2 separate regions of the Sus scrofa genome follow, and region 2 is linked to region 1. A link is a contact called in public Hi-C data. All regions are on one chromosome and are shown on one strand. The core of a region is the stretch at or near the end of the contact, and the rest is flanking DNA. Distances in the headings are between cores, read along the strand shown.

Evidence for each region. A called contact is a pair of places that touch in the nucleus more often than the background predicts.
Region 2: a Hi-C map of blood shows a contact between it and region 1, with 3 times the contacts expected there. The contact joins two enhancer-like sites. A contact is called at or near these places in 7 of 47 Hi-C or Micro-C datasets (blood, embryonic fibroblasts, epiblast stem cells and 4 more) and 1 of 2 datasets of contacts at active chromatin or transcription factors (skeletal muscle).

Annotation. Positions count from the first base shown.
Region 1 is chr9:50,192,750-50,200,371 of Sscrofa11.1, forward strand. No RefSeq gene overlaps it. Among named protein-coding and RNA genes, the nearest start is that of GRAMD1B, 62 kb to the right of the region's middle. Within about 2 kb of position 2,607, at least 3 of the 83 cell types and tissues checked have an H3K27ac peak or open chromatin away from gene starts, as enhancers often do.
Region 2 is chr9:50,355,706-50,363,327 of Sscrofa11.1, forward strand. All of the region lies in intron 1 of GRAMD1B (GRAM domain-containing protein 1B), which reads left to right. Among named protein-coding and RNA genes, the nearest start is that of GRAMD1B, 100 kb to the left of the region's middle. Within about 2 kb of position 4,791, at least 9 of the 83 cell types and tissues checked have an H3K27ac peak or open chromatin away from gene starts, as enhancers often do.

The sequences.
Region 1 (7,622 bases), core at 1,357-3,856:
AAGGGGGGCCTTATTACACCCATTTATCCTTTTAAAAATGGGTTCAGAGAATTTAAGTAATCTGCCTAAATTTTTACTGGAAATGCATCTGTGATCCAAACTCTGAAGCCAAGCTTAGCCTCTTAACCCTGATGCTCTGCTACCACCATCCAGACAACAGATAAATATTGTTGAATTGATTTGAAAAATAATTATCACCACCACACCTTCTTCCCAATAGAATGAGTGGCCTTGCAAATCTGCAGGTTATGCTCAGCTAGAGTCTGTCCAAGAGATCTCACCTGGAGGGAGGTGGGTCAAAGCCAGCCCTATAGCCCCATCAGATCTATCAGATCCTATGCAATCTACTTTTGGGGTAGGCAAGGCAGGCTCAGACGGTCTGGAAAGCCATATTAGCAATTCTCAGAAAATCTTCCATAGTTCTCTGTACTCAAAGAAGCACTTCTGAAGCAAAGCTCCAGGTGGTCCCTACACCTTATCGTCTTTTTTGTTGTTGTTGTTTTTCTGAGACCAAATAACAAGGAGCTGGGAGCCAGGGTGATGATTACTTCTCCCAAGCCCTTCCTGTCTGCAGTCACTTGGCTGACCCTTCCAGAAAGAAGCCTCTCTTCCCATATGACCCCGCCTCAGCTCTGACTTTCCAAGATTCCCTTCCTTTGACTGTATCTTGAGACAATAGAACTGAAAACATAGAAATTCAAAGTGAAGGCTTCATACATCCCAGCAGCTCCCAGAGTATTTACTAAGTTATGTGGAGGGATAAAAACAGCTCATGAGGCAGCTGATAAGAATAACATTTCTTACCCTGACACCTACAGTCAATTAATCTTCAACAGAGGAGGCCAAGAACATAAAATGGGAAAAAGACAGTCTCTTCAGCAAGTGAGGCTGGGAAAACTGGACAGCTGCATGTAAATCAATTCAATTGGAACACACCCTCGCACCATGCACAAAAATAAACTCAAAATGGCTTTAAGACCTAAATATAAGACAAGACACCATCAAACTCCTGGAAGAGACTATAGGCAAAACATTCTCTGATATCAACCTTACAAATGTTTCCTCAGGTCAGTCTCCCAAAACAACAGAAATAAAAGCCAAAATCAACCAATGGGACCTAATCAAACTGACAAGCTTTTGCACAGCAAAGGAAACCATAAAAAACCAAAAAGACAACTTACAGAATGGGAAAAAATAGTTTCAAATGATGCGGCTGACAAGGGATTAATCTCTAAAATATACACACAACTTATACAACTCAACAGCAAAAAACCCAAAACAAACAAACAAACAAACAAAAAAAGCCCAAAAAAAACCCATTGGAAAAATGGCCAAAAGACCTGAATAGACATTTCTCCAAGGAAGATTACAGATGGCCAACAAACACATGAAAAAGTGCTCAACATCCCTGATTATTAGAGAAATGCAAATCAAAACAACTGTGAAGTACCACCTCACACCAATCAGAATGGCCATCATTAATAAGTCCACAAATAATAAGTGCTAGAAAGGGTGTGGAGAAGAGGGAACCCTCCTGCACTGTTGGTGGGAATGTAAGCTGGTACAACCACTGTGGAAAACAGTATGGAGGTACCTTAGAAAACTATACATACATCTACCATATGACCCAGCAACCCCACTCTTGGGCATATATCTGGACAAAACTTTCCTTAAAAAAAAACATATGCACCCGCATGTTCATTGCAGCTCTATTCACAATAGCCAAGACATGGAAACAACCTAAATGTCCATTGACAGATGATTGGATTAGGAAGATGTGGTGTATATATACACGATGGAATACTACTCAGCCATAAAAAGAGCGAAATAATGCCATTTGCAGCAACAAGGATGGAACTAGAGACTCTCATCCTGAGTGAAGTCAGAAAGAAAGACAAATACCATATGATATCACTTATATCTGGTATCTAATACACAGCACAAAAGAACCTTTCCACAGAAAAGAAAATCATGGACTTGGAGAATAGACCTGTGGTTGCCCAGGGGGAGGAGGAGGGAGTGGGGTGGTTTGGGAGCTTGAGGTTAACGGATGCAAACTATTGATTTTGGAATGGATTGACAATGAGATCCTGCTGTGTAGCACTGAGAACTATGTCTAGTTATGACGGAGCATGGTAATGGAAGAGAAAAGTATGTACACATGTATGTGTAACTGGGTCCCCAGGCTGTACAGTGGGGAAAAAAACTGTGTTGGGGAAATAACAATAAAAAATAAAATAAAATAATGATTTGATAGCCCTTCAAAAAATAAATAAATAACATTTCTTGCCAAGAGAGCCCTTATGGAAAAGAAGGACTGGCGAAAAAAGAGAGTCTCTATGGCCTTGAGCGTCAGTAAAAAGAGCAACCTTTTGGAGAGGACAACAAAGAGGTTGGTGACAGCAATAGAAATAGCCAGTGGGAAGTGCTGGGAGTGGGGAGGGGGATTGCTAGGGGAAGAAGCAGCAAAGAGTTTCAGGACAGATCCATATTACAGCTCATTAAAAAAAAAATCAATCAGTAAGCTTTTACTGAGTGCTGGGGGCACAGTGGCAATGTGAAACTAAAAGAGCAGGCTCATTTGCAAGGAGTGTGCAGGGTACTGGGTAGATAAAAATAGCCCACTTGAAACAATTAGAGAGCAATTAATGCCAAACTGTCTGGTTCAGGCTGGAGTACAACAGACTCCAGTGTGTGGAGAAAGCCTGATGAGCTGGAATAGCCAGACAGGGACAGGAAAAACTCTGGAGCCCCAAGGTCCTGGGAGTGGAATGCTTTGAAGGAAAGTTCTCTTCTGTGGGATGCTCAGCCTGGGCAATACAGCACCAAACAGCAAACCGCAGCCCTGCCCTGCCGGAAGTTTCCAGTTAAAAAGCTTAGTATAGGAGTTCCTGTTTTGGCTCAGTGGTTAATGAATCTGACGAGGAATGATGAGGTTTCGGGTTCAATCCCTGGCCTCGTTCAGTGGGTTAAGGATTCCGCATTGCCGTGAGCTGTGGTGTATGTCGCAGACATGGCTCAGATCCCCAGTTGCTGTGGCTGTGGTGTAGGCCGGCAGCTGCAGCTCCAATTGGATCCCTAGCCTGAGGAACCGCCATATGCTGCAGGTGCGGCCCTAAAAAGCCAAACAAAAACAAAAACAAAAACAAAAAAACATAGCACAGAGCTTGACCTATGATAGCTTTGCTACCATCCAGTGTTCTTGGCCTCCTTAATCAATAGAAATTGCTAAGAGCCCAGACAGGAAAATTCGGGCAAGTCTTTACTGCGGCCCTTGCTGAGTGGGTGGGAAGCAAAAACCAGCAACAAGTCCCCTTTCTCCCTGAGTGGTGGGGGGTGGGGGTTCCCTTATACGGGGTGAAGGTGGAAGTGGGCCCAGGGGTCAGGCCAGAGGGGTGGCTTAGGTCATTTGCCCACTCCTTTGCTGAGTACCTAAGTACCCTGCTTTTGCTCACCAATCCTCAGAAGTAGCAGTTACTCTTTTAGTTTTTTGTATCTTGTCCATAATTTGCCACAACTGTACATACATACAGTTATTTTTAGTCCCTTATAGTTTCTTTGTGTTTTGTTTTGCTTCAGGATATGTTTGTCCAGGTGTAGGCACTGCAGTCACTGCAGCAAAGGGTCCCAGGTCCCAGATCTCAGCCTGACTCAGCTTTGTTCAATAAATGAAAATAAAGAGCAAATGACTGGAGTCCTAGGACTTCCTGATGACAACTGAAGAAGCAGAACACAATAGCACCTATGTGGAAACATTCCTTGGGCTACTGTGTACTTAGAGCCTATTTATTTATTTGGCCATACCCTTGGCAAATGGAAGTTCCTGGGCCAGGGGTTGAACCCAAGCCACAGCTGCAACCTAGGCCACAGCTGTAGCAACACCGGATCCTTAACCCACTGTGCCATGGTGGGAACTCCTAGAGCCTAATTATTTATACCATGCCTCAGATCGCTGGATCTCCTTAAATACATTGGCTCAATCAATCATTAATTCTGTAAAAAGTATGCACTTACTATGCACACTAGATAATGTGACAGGCGCTGGATAGAATCATTAAAAAACAACGTTTCTGAAAAGACTGCATACTGTATGAATCCAACCATCTAATATTCTGGAAAAGGCAAACTATGGAGAGACTAAAAAAGATCCGTGGTTGCCAGGGATCAGCGGTGGGGGAGGAATGACTAGGCAGAGCTCGGAGGATTGTTAGGGCAGTGAAAATACTTTGTGTGATACTATAAGGGTAGATACACGCCCTGATGCATTTGTTCCAACCCTCAGGTTGTACACCACCAAGAGTGATTCCCTAGTGTAAACTCTCAGGGACTTTGGGGTATAATGATATGTCAATGGAGTTTCATAGATTGTAACAAATGTCCCACTCTGCTGGGGGATGTTGATAATGAAGGAGGCTCTGATGTGTGGGGGGAGGGGGTACATGGAACAATCACTGGGCCTTTCTCTCAGTTTTGCTGTGAACCTAAAACTGCTATTAGAAACTAGTCTTACAAAGCAGACAGTGCTTTCCTCTGGAGAGAGTTCATTGTCAAGTGAGGAGATAAACAGTCACATACGTTTAGTTCAGTATAACTGCATAATTGCTTTCATGGTATGTTGTGCAAAGGATAGGAAGGAGTCTGAGGAAAGGATCCCCCAGGCTGTGCAGAGTGAAGGGCAGACCTCACAGAGGAAGACCCACTGAGTGGCTCTGGTGCGGGTTCATCAGGGGCAAGGTGTGGCGAGTGGGGATCACATGCAGGCAGATGGAACGGAATGTGCGAAATCTGAAAGCAGGAGAGAATAGAGTAACATGTTCTGAGATCTATAAATAGTTGAGAATTGCCAGAGCACACAGTTCTGGAGGGGGAGCAATGGAACATGAGGAGAGACAGATCAGCAGGAGCCCAATTATGAACAACTCTGGTAGCCAAGCAAGTGGGACAGATTGTGTCTTGTTAATGACTGAGAGGCTATGGAGGAATGTTGAGTGGTGGGATGATGGGATCAGATTTATGGATCAAAAAGAACATGTTGTCAGCTTCATGAAGGATGGATGGGGTGGGAGGCAGTGGGGAAGGATAATTAAGGTGGAGACAGGCCAAATGGGAGAGCGTGGCAATGGTCTATGTAAGGGACCACAGGAACCTTGTTTAGGGCACCGGCAGTGGAGGAGGACGGGCAGGGAGAGACCCCTAAGCTACTTAGGAACTTAAATCAACAGGCCAGGTGGATGCAGGGGTGAGGGAGGGGAGACCAGGACGAGTGTGAAGACGGCAGTGCTGGTCACAAGCACCACCTCATGGTTTTCCTTCCCCTTGGGCCTGCCTCCCCTGACATCTTTGCTTTCTCCTCTAGGACCCCTGGAAAATGACACCAGAGTAAATAAACACCCTTACATCCTCAAGCTCTTCCTGGAAACCTGACCACTTCTTGCTTTGAAATGGAACCTGGTCTTAGGTGAGGGCACAGCTTTGCCAACATGGTCTGTTCTGGATGATGCACACTCTCCTATCCCCCAGGCCCCACCCAGACTAGCAGCCCCCCCAACAACCTTGGGAGTTTCCCAGTTCTGCTTCTAAAGCACACGTTCTCCTTCCTCATAAATGTTGCCCCTCGGAGGTCCATGCCCTTCGCTAGACCCTCCTTATTGCTTTCACCTGTCTCTCCATTTTCAGCCATCTATCAATCCTCTAAATTTCTTTCTGCAACTGGTCTAGAAAACATATTACTTCATAACTATCTTTTGATTATCCTCACTTCTCTGTCTCCTTTGCCATTTTGCTTTTCTTCTCAACAAAATCCCAATCTCTGGAATAATCCAGCCATCTACTGTCTTCTTGATATACTGCCTAGTGGTGGACAAAATCACTCTTGATTCTTCTCTCTCCCTCACTCCATCTGGTTCCCATCCTCTCTACCCGCACTGCCCCGCCTTAGGTCAGAGTTTGAATATTTTCCGCTACATTAATTCCACTTAATTGAGCTCCCTCTTACAGTTTTGAACAATGAAGTTCAAAATAGTTTTCTGAACTATGCTCTGATCTTATCTCTTTATCATATTATATGGTCCTTTGATCGAATCACTGTAGCCAGTGTGACCTTTTTTTTTTTTCAGCGTCATTCTTTTCTTTTTATTTTTTATAATTATTATTTTCTATATAATGATTTTTATTTTTTCCATTACAGCTGGTTTACAGTGTTCTGTCAGTTTTCCTCTGTACAGCAAGGGTGACCCAGTTACACATACATGTATACATTTTTTTCTGACATTATCATGTTCCATCATAAGTGACTAGATATATTCCTAGTGCTATATAGCAGGATCTTATTATTTATCCATTCCTAAGGCAATAGTTTTCATCTATTAACCCCAAATTCCCAGTTCATCCCACTCCTTGGCACCACAAGTCTGTTCTCCATGTCCTTTTCTGTGGAAAGGTTCTTTTGTGCTGTGTATTAGATACCAGATATAAGTGATATCATATGGTATTTGTCTTTCTTTCTGACTTCACTCAGGATGAGAGTCTCTAGTTCCATCCTTGTTGCTGCAAATGGCATTATTTCGCTCTTTTTATGGCTGAGTAGTATTCCATCGTGTATATATACACCACATCTTCCTAATCCAATCATCTGTCAATGGACATTTAGGTTGTTTCCATGTCTTGGCTATTGTGAATAGAGCTGCAATGAACATGCGGGTGCATATGTTTTTTTTTAAGGAAAGTTTTGTCCAGATATATGCCCAAGAGTGGGGTTGCTGGGTCATATGGTAGATGTATGTATAGTTTTCTAAGGTACCTCCATACTGTTTTCCACAGTGGTTGTACCAGCTTACATTCCCACCAACAGTGCAGGAGGGTTCCCTCTTCTCCACACCCTTTCTAGCACTTATTATTTGTGGACTTATTAATGATGGCCATTCTGATTGGTGTGAGGTAGTACCTCACAGTTTTTTGATTTGCATTTCTCTAATAATCAGGGATGTTGAGCACTTTTTCATGTGCTTGTTGGCCATCTGTAATCTTCCTTGGAGAAATGTCTATTCAGGTCTTTTGGCCATTTTTCCAATGGGTTTTTTTTGGGCTTTTTTTGTTTGTTTGTTTGTTTGTTTTGGGTTTTTTGCTGTTGAGTTGTATAAGTTGTGTGTATATTTTAGAGATTAATCCCTTGTCAGCCGCATCATTTGAAACTATTTTTTCCCATTCTGTAAGTTGTCTTTTTGGTTTTTTATGGTTTCCTTTGCTGTGCAAAAGCTTGTCAGTTTGATTAGGTCCCATTGGTTGATTTTGGCTTTTATTTCTGTTGTTTTGGGAGACTGACCTGAGGAAACATTTGTAAGGTTGATATCAGAGAATGTTTTGCCTATAGTCTCTTCCAGGAGTTTGATGGTGTCTTGTCTTATATTTAGGTCTTAAAGCCATTTTGAGTTTATTTTTGTGCATGGTGCGAGGGTGTGTTCCAATTGAATTGATTTACATGCAGCTGTCCAGTTTTCCCAGCCTCACTTGCTGAAGAGACTGTCTTTTTCCCATTTTATGATCTTGCCTCCTCTGTCGAAGATTAATTGACTGTAGGTGTCTGGGTTTATTTCTGGGTTCTCTATTCTGCTCCATTTGTCTGT
Region 2 (7,622 bases), core at 3,541-6,040, 170 kb after region 1:
AATAGAGAGGGCTTCTTTACAGGCCTCCGGCTTAACCCTCTACTTTCTTCTAATAAATGAATCACTTCCCTCTCCAGACTTCATCAGTGCTTGTTCTTCACCTACAGAATGAAATTTCATCCTGTTTCTGGGACGCACAGGGCCCTTGGTGATGTCGACCCTGCTTACTTGCCCACACAAGTCTCTAGGCATTCCCACCACCACCTTCACTGCCAGCAGTGTGGGGCTCATGAGGTCACGGTCCTTGACTGGGCATGCATGTCTTTTCATGCCTATTTCTTTCCATGTGCTGGTCTCTCCACTTGGGATATGGTCTGCTAGTAAACTTTTACTCGTCTCTTAAATGTCAGCTCAAATGCTTCCTCCTCTGTGAAGTGCCATCCGTATCCCCATGCACCCCAGGTGTTCTTTCTCTAGTCTGGATCCTGAACTTTGTACATACACTTCCCCACATCCCACCCTCTGTGAAACTGTTACCTTACTGTGTGTGATCTCATTATTCAATGAAGTGTCTCTTTCTCCACTAGAGAATAAACTCCTTAAGGATGGAATATGTCTTTCTCTTTTTTAATCTTTGTGTTCCCTCAAAGGGAGCCTGGCACAGAGTAGGTGCTCCTGAAATGCTTGTTTGAATGAAAGATGTGAGTTCACTAAGTACTATTCAACTTAAGCCAAGGGCGAAGTACTTTTTACCCCAAGAAGGAAGAATCATTCCAAATGCTGTAGAAATGTCAGAAAGTATTGAGATGGGGAAAAAAGGCCATTAGGCAGTCATTGGTGACCTTTGATAAGAGAACAGTTTGTATCAAGCAATAGAAATGGAAGCTTGATTGCAGGGGATGAAGTGAATGTAGGGGAAACGGATGTAGCTGGTGGAGATCACCACTTAGGGGAGGGGAGTAATGAAAGGGGAAAAGGCAGGAAACTTCTGAAGTATGATGAAACTAAAATAGTGTGACTCACTTGGGGTGGATATTTGCCCTGTTGGGGCAATAGGCATCATCACAAATACCAACTTGTCTCACCTCAATGAATAAATGAGACCCTCTCTCAGCTGAGCTCAGGAAGGGAGCCTGCTCATTGCAATATCATTTATTACCTTCTTACTAAAAATGCCCTGAGAAGAAACTGGATGTAAAGAAAAGTTGAAGCATATCACTTTCTTCTTTGCTTTTTTCTTTCTTGTTTTTTAGGGCCGCCCCTGCGGCATATGGAGGTTCCCAGGATAAGAGTTGAGTCAGAGCTGCAGCTGCCAGCCGACATCATCGTCACAGCAACACCGGATCCTTAATCTACTGAGTGGGGCCAGGGATTGAACCTGTGTCCCCGTGGATACTAGTTAGGCTTGTTACCATTGAGCCACGTCTGGAACTCCCAGATCACTTCTTTGATCTAAAGAATCCTAGCTAATGAAACAGGAAAAGGCCAGGGTTTCCCCCTGTGTGTTGTAACCCCCCACTCATTTACTGCTGAAATGAGAGTTGTAAGCAGAAAAGATAGAAGAGAACAGGAGCATTTTGAGTGATAAGAACATGTAGGTTATGTGTGTATAGGTGGGATCCTTTCAAGTATCCACTCCACAGCTGGGCAAATACGGGATGGAAGTGGAGCTTCTGGGGCTAGCCCTTTTGGTCCTGTAATTTCCCCCCAATTCTAAATCAGATCTCCTGAGCCAGTGATGCATGGTCTTGGGGAGGAAGAATAATTTTCTATGCTTTTTGAGGTTCTTCTGACTGGTCTAAGAATGAAATTGTCATGAGACGGTTTAACAAGAGAAAAATCAAGGAGATGTTTAACACAGGAGAGGCCCAGGAAAACTAAGTCGCCCAAGCTCTCTCCTTAAATATCATCCTTAGCTAGGAGTTCCCATCGTGGCTCAGTGGTTAACGAATGCGACTAGGAACCATGAGGTTGTGGGTTCAATCCCTGGCCTTGCTCAGTGGGTTAAGGATCCGGCGTTGCCGTGAGCTGTGGTATAGGTCGCAGACACTGCTCGGATCCCGAGTTGTTGTGGCTGTGGTGCAGGCCGGCAGCTGTAGCTTTGATTAGACCCCTAATCTGGGAACTTCCATGTGCCGTGGGAGCAGCCCTGGAAAAGGACTATATATATATATGTATATAAAATCCTTAGCTAAAGACAAAAGAGGATGTTGAGAATGGGGATAGTCAGTTCTAGGAGTTTCCCAGGAAAAGCACAGTGAACAAGGGTGATGGTGATGCGGATTTTAAGTTGCTGCCTTCTCCACTGATGGGAGTTTCTAGAGATTTGGTCCTCTTCCTCTTCCATGTAGAGAGGGTGACCTGCCTTATTATCCTTGGCATGTTCCCTTACAAATGTAAATGCTTCTTACAAAAGGGAAGTTCTTGCCTGTGGAAGTTCCCCTTGGGCCAGGGATTGAATCTGAGCTGCAGCTGGGACCTATGCCACAGCTGCAGCACTCTGGATCCTTGAACGCATTGTGCTAGGCCAGGGATCGAACGTGTGTTCGATGCCACCAATCTCACTGCACCACAGCCGGAACTCCTTTACTTGGTTTTTAGAGCCTTCTCCAAGGCTGCTTCCTCTCAGAAAATAACCAGTTGAAAACAATGTGCCAGAGAGGTATATTTGAGGGGGGCAAATTCTGCTCCCCTACGATGTATAACCACCTTAATGCTTTTAGCCCAGCAGAGTTACATAGAGGACTCAACACTCTTGTGGGCTTTAGGCATCATCAACACAGCTGTCTGCTTACTCCTGAGCCTGGAAAGGCATTTGTAGGAGGCTGTCGTAGGGAGCACTGTGTTGGTCAGAGAGAATATCATAGATGGATTATAGTTGTGTCGGTCACTCCTGCAGTTAGGGTAGATGGGGCTACTTAGCTACCTAAAATAAAACACTTGTCTTCTTGCTGTAAATAAATGAAGAAGAATAGAATAAAATTTGAATTAAAAAGATTATTTTCTTCAAATACTGACTTATAAGTGAAGTAATGTGAAAAATGCATGTAATAGGCACTCAATACAGGTTAGTTTCTTCTTCCTCTATGAGATAAACTTTTGGTTATTCATAATTAATGATCTTTAGACTTTTAGCTCCACTTCGCAACACATTAAGATTCTTGAAGTTCTTAGGGTACTTCGTGGCCTCTGCTTTCTAGCACAGTACCCGGCCCTCCCAAAGCATACTTCCTCATTATTTATTTAGATTTTTTTTAGGGCTGCACCTGCAGCATGTGGAGGTTTCCAGGCTAGGGGTCAAATCAGAGCTGCAGCTGCCAGCCTTCACCACAGCTCACAGCAATGCCAGATCCTTAACCCTCTGAGTGCGGCCAGGGATCAAACCCACGTCCTCATCTTTACTAGTCGGGTTTGTTAACTGCTGAGGCACACCGGGAACTCCCACTTCCTCATCTTTTCTCTATTTATAGGCTGCCACTCAAGGCGTTTCTTTATATCATCAAAATCTATCTTTGGCCCGTGTCATGTGGGTGGGCCCCGGAGATGAACCTGAAGTGGGTTAATTGAATATAGGACGAGATATAATGAGCAGGGGGCCGGGAAAGGTATGTTTCATTAACATTCTCAAGTCAGAAATTAATGATTTGTGGCTATTCAATTTCTGTTTTGTTCGCCATTCTGATAACAAGTATTCCAGTACCTGTTGCCCTCTTGCTAGTAAAAGGTGACAATGTGTGTTTTTTATCAGAAAGTTGTCACAGTGCTTGGCAGAGAAGATAGGCATTTAGTCCCGTGTGAAAAATCATTTGTGGAAACAGATCAGGCTTTAAACCCAGATTTCTTGACTCCAGGTCCAGTCAATGCTGTTTCTTCCCAAGCCCCGGACGGCTCTCTGAGTGTTGGTAAATGAGCAGAGTTCTTGGGTAGGACTGTTTTAATTTCTTCTAATGGAAAAAAAAAAAAAAACCATGATAAACATGATAATAGTTTTATCTTAAACCAGTTTTTCCTGGGGCACAAGGGCAAATGAAGGTGCATGGGCGATGCACGGGGGACGGGGATAGGAGTGGGGCTGGGAAGGGGAGACGAGGAGGCTGAAAGGACCCTTTCTGGAAAACAGTGCAGCCTCTGGTCTGTCCTTGAACTCCGTGGTCCCCTCCATGGTATCTGGCAGTTTGCCTGTGATAAAGTTTCTGCATAATTATTCCTCCTGCCACATGTGTCCTCTGTCCTGTGGGACTCAGGAATTCGTCCTTCTTTTCATATGCATCAGGCTCTCCTCTCCTTGGTGCCTCAGTCCTTGGCCCCTGAGGTCAAGATACAAAACACAAAGATACAGAATACCGTATCTTCCCTACCTCGACCTTTAGGACTCGTACACTTTCAGCTTAAGGACTTTGAATTCTGTTAACTAGAGGGAAACAGGTGGTGATAAAATTCACTGCCAGTTGGGAAGCCACAGGCATAAAGTGTCTTGAAAACATATTTATTCTTAATTGAGTTGGATCTTCAATCAGATGTGAAATAGACCCCTGCCACTCTTGGGGAGCATCTGAAATGTTCCTGTAGGAATTCACCAGTTGTTTCTGGGGAATCAGCTGCCCAGTCTTCTCTAGGTTGGCTCCTAAATCAAGCTACTCCTATCTCAGCTGGCAGTAGCATCAAGTTGGCACTGCCAAGCCTTTCCTACACTTGTTTCTCTGAAGAGGCCCCCAGGGCACCTGCATTTCTGCTGTGCAGCTGGCCTGCCTGTTCTGAGTTCTGCTCTCATACCTAAATGGGACAGCTCTGGCCTTTCTAGTCTTGAAAACCTGCCCCTTGGGCTGAGGCCAACCCTTATCTGGCTTCCTAGAAGTCTATCTATGCCTGGCTCTGGCTCTAGGAAGTTCTGCCTTCTCCCTGGGCAAGTTGCTCTGGGTGTTTTGGCTTGCCTATGGCTTTTTCACCAGCTGGTTGATGAAGCAGCACTGCTCTGAAGCATAAGTTTGTTTTTTTTTTTTAGGTATAGTCAAAAAGGTATTTATTTCTACGGTTTCACTTGCGGCCTTGAGACCTCATGGCAGGCGCTATTTCACGTCAGTGCCTGTTGACTGGCCAGGGCAAATTCTTTGTCACTTCTTGTTTCAAGGTCTTTGCTGCATTGGGCTTCCCAGATGTTCTTGCTTTCTGGCTGAGAGTTGCCTCCTGCAGAACAGAGACGATTGGCAATTTCAGCAGAATGAACATTCAGGTTCTTCTCAGCTTCCCACCCCATGTTCAGATCTTCCCCAGTCTCATCACAGGTCCTTCCTGCCACCCACCCCTTCCCAACTCCAAGTGAAGGCTAAGCCCGGCACTGTCATGTGCTCAGAGTGAAAGAACAGAGAATTCAGGGCAGAAAAACCTTGATTAAAATCCTTATTCCTTAGCTTACCAACCATTCGCTCTTAGACATGTCATGTATTCCCTTGAACTCTTACTTTCTTCATCTTTTTTTTTTGTTTGTTTGTTTTTTTGCTATTTCTTTGGGCTGCTCCCACGGCATATGGAGGTTCCCAGGCTAGGGGTTGAATCGGAGCTGTGGCCACTGGCCTACGCCAGAGCCACAGCAACGCTGGATCCGAGCCGCGTCTGCAACCTACACCACAGCTCACGGCAACGCCGGATCCTTAACCCACTGAGCAAGGGCAGGGATCGAACCCGCAACCTCATGGTTCCTAGTCGGATTCGTTAACCACTGCGCCACGACGGGAACTCCTTTTTTTTTTTTTTTTTTTTGTTCTTCATCTTTAAAATGGACATCGGGAGTTCCCATTGTGGCTCAGTGGTTAACGAATCCAACTAGGAACCATGAGGTTGCAGGTTCGATCCCTGGCCTTGCTCAGTGGGTTGGGGATCCAGCATTGCCGTGAGCTGTGGTGTAGGTCGCAGAGCGGCTCAGATCCCGATTTGCTGTGGCTGTGGTATAGGCTGGCAGCTGTAGCTCCAATTTGACCCCTAGCCTGGGAACCTCCATATGCCGTGGGAAGCAGCCCTAGAAAAGGCAAAAAGACAAAAAATAAAAATAAAAATAAAATAAAATGAACTTCAGGGAGTTCCCGTTGTGGCTCAGTGGAAGTGAACCCGACTGGTATCCAGGAGGATTCAGGTTCGATCCGTGGCCTCGCTCAGTGGGTTAAGGATCCAGCTTTGCCAAGAGCTATGGTGTAGGTTGCAGACGCAGCTCAGATCCTATGTTGCTGTGGCCGTGGCATAGGCTGGCAGCTGTAGCTCCGATTTGGTCCCTAGCCTGGGAACTCCCATATGCTGTGGGTGCAACCCTAAAAAGCAGGGGGAAAAAAGGGGACATCAGAGTATGTGTGTGTATATATATATATTTATTTATTTTATTTTTTTTGTCTTTTTGTCTTTTTTTTGTTGTTGTTGTTGTTGTTGCTATTTCTTGGGCTGCTCCCGCGGCATATGGAGGTTCCCAGGCTAGAGGTCGAATCGGAGCTGTAGCCACTGGCCTACGCCAGAGCCACAGCAGCGCGGGATCCGAGCCGCGTCTGCAACCTACACCACAGCTCACGGCAACGCCGGATCGTTAACCCACTGAGCAAGGGCAGGGACCGAACCCGCAACCTCATGGTTCCTAGTTGGATTCGTTAACCACTGCGCCACGACGGGAACTCCTATATATATAATATAATATATGTATATAATCTACTTTATAAGGTTGGAAAGATCAGATGGAAGAATGTACAGGGAAGTACTTTGTAGACTGGAAAGTACTGTTTAAATGTGAAGGGCTACTATTAGTATTAAATACAACATATTAGTATGCAGTAGCTTGAATACACTGGAAAAAAGCAGCCCATATTTGCACGAAAGCACATTGTCTCTGATGTGGTCCACAGGCTATCTTCAGGACTCGGGCAGAGGCGCCATTCCCCATGGCAAAGACTGCTGAGGCTCCGCTTTGTCATCGCTCCGTGGCTCAAGGGGACAGAGCTCTGGGGCAGGTGGAAGAAGGACATCAATGAGCTAGGTCCTGGAGAGACAGCCAGGTTTTTGTGTGACATGGGGCTCAATTGGCCAAAGTGGGAGATACAGTTATTGAGGTGGGGTCTGTGGGATCATGTAGAAGAGACATTTAAAGCAGAGGGAACACTATGGACAAAGTTTGGAGGGCTGGGGGCACAAGTGGTTCCATGTCAATAGAACATTAGGGCCTTAGGAGGAACTTCCTGTCGGGGAAGTTGAGAAGTTGAGAAGAAGAGGTTGGTGTTGTGTTGGAAGGTCTTGTGTGTGAGGCAAAGAACTTTGGACTGTCATCTCAGATATTAGGAAGCCTTCAAAGGCCTGTAACCTGGGAAGAGGCATATCTAGAGCGTTTTTAGAAGCTATAGGTCTGGTCCAGGCACATCCTTTGCTGGACTGGTTTGCCTTCACCAGTGGTGCACGTCACTTCCCAGTTGTGATTTTAGTGTCATCACGTTGGTGCTTGAAATCAACTGTGATGGGAATATGTACAGCACAGAAGTCAGCAAGTGATAGAAATCAGTCTCCCTTTCCCCCTCAAGCTGGTTGTTAAAAGTTTATTTGGCACAGATAAGGGGCCGTTTCAATAGAGTAGGACTTCAGTAGTTTGCAGACCTAGGATGTGCCTTAAAAATCCTTTAGACTCCACCCTAGACCCCCAGAATCAGAATCTAGGGCAA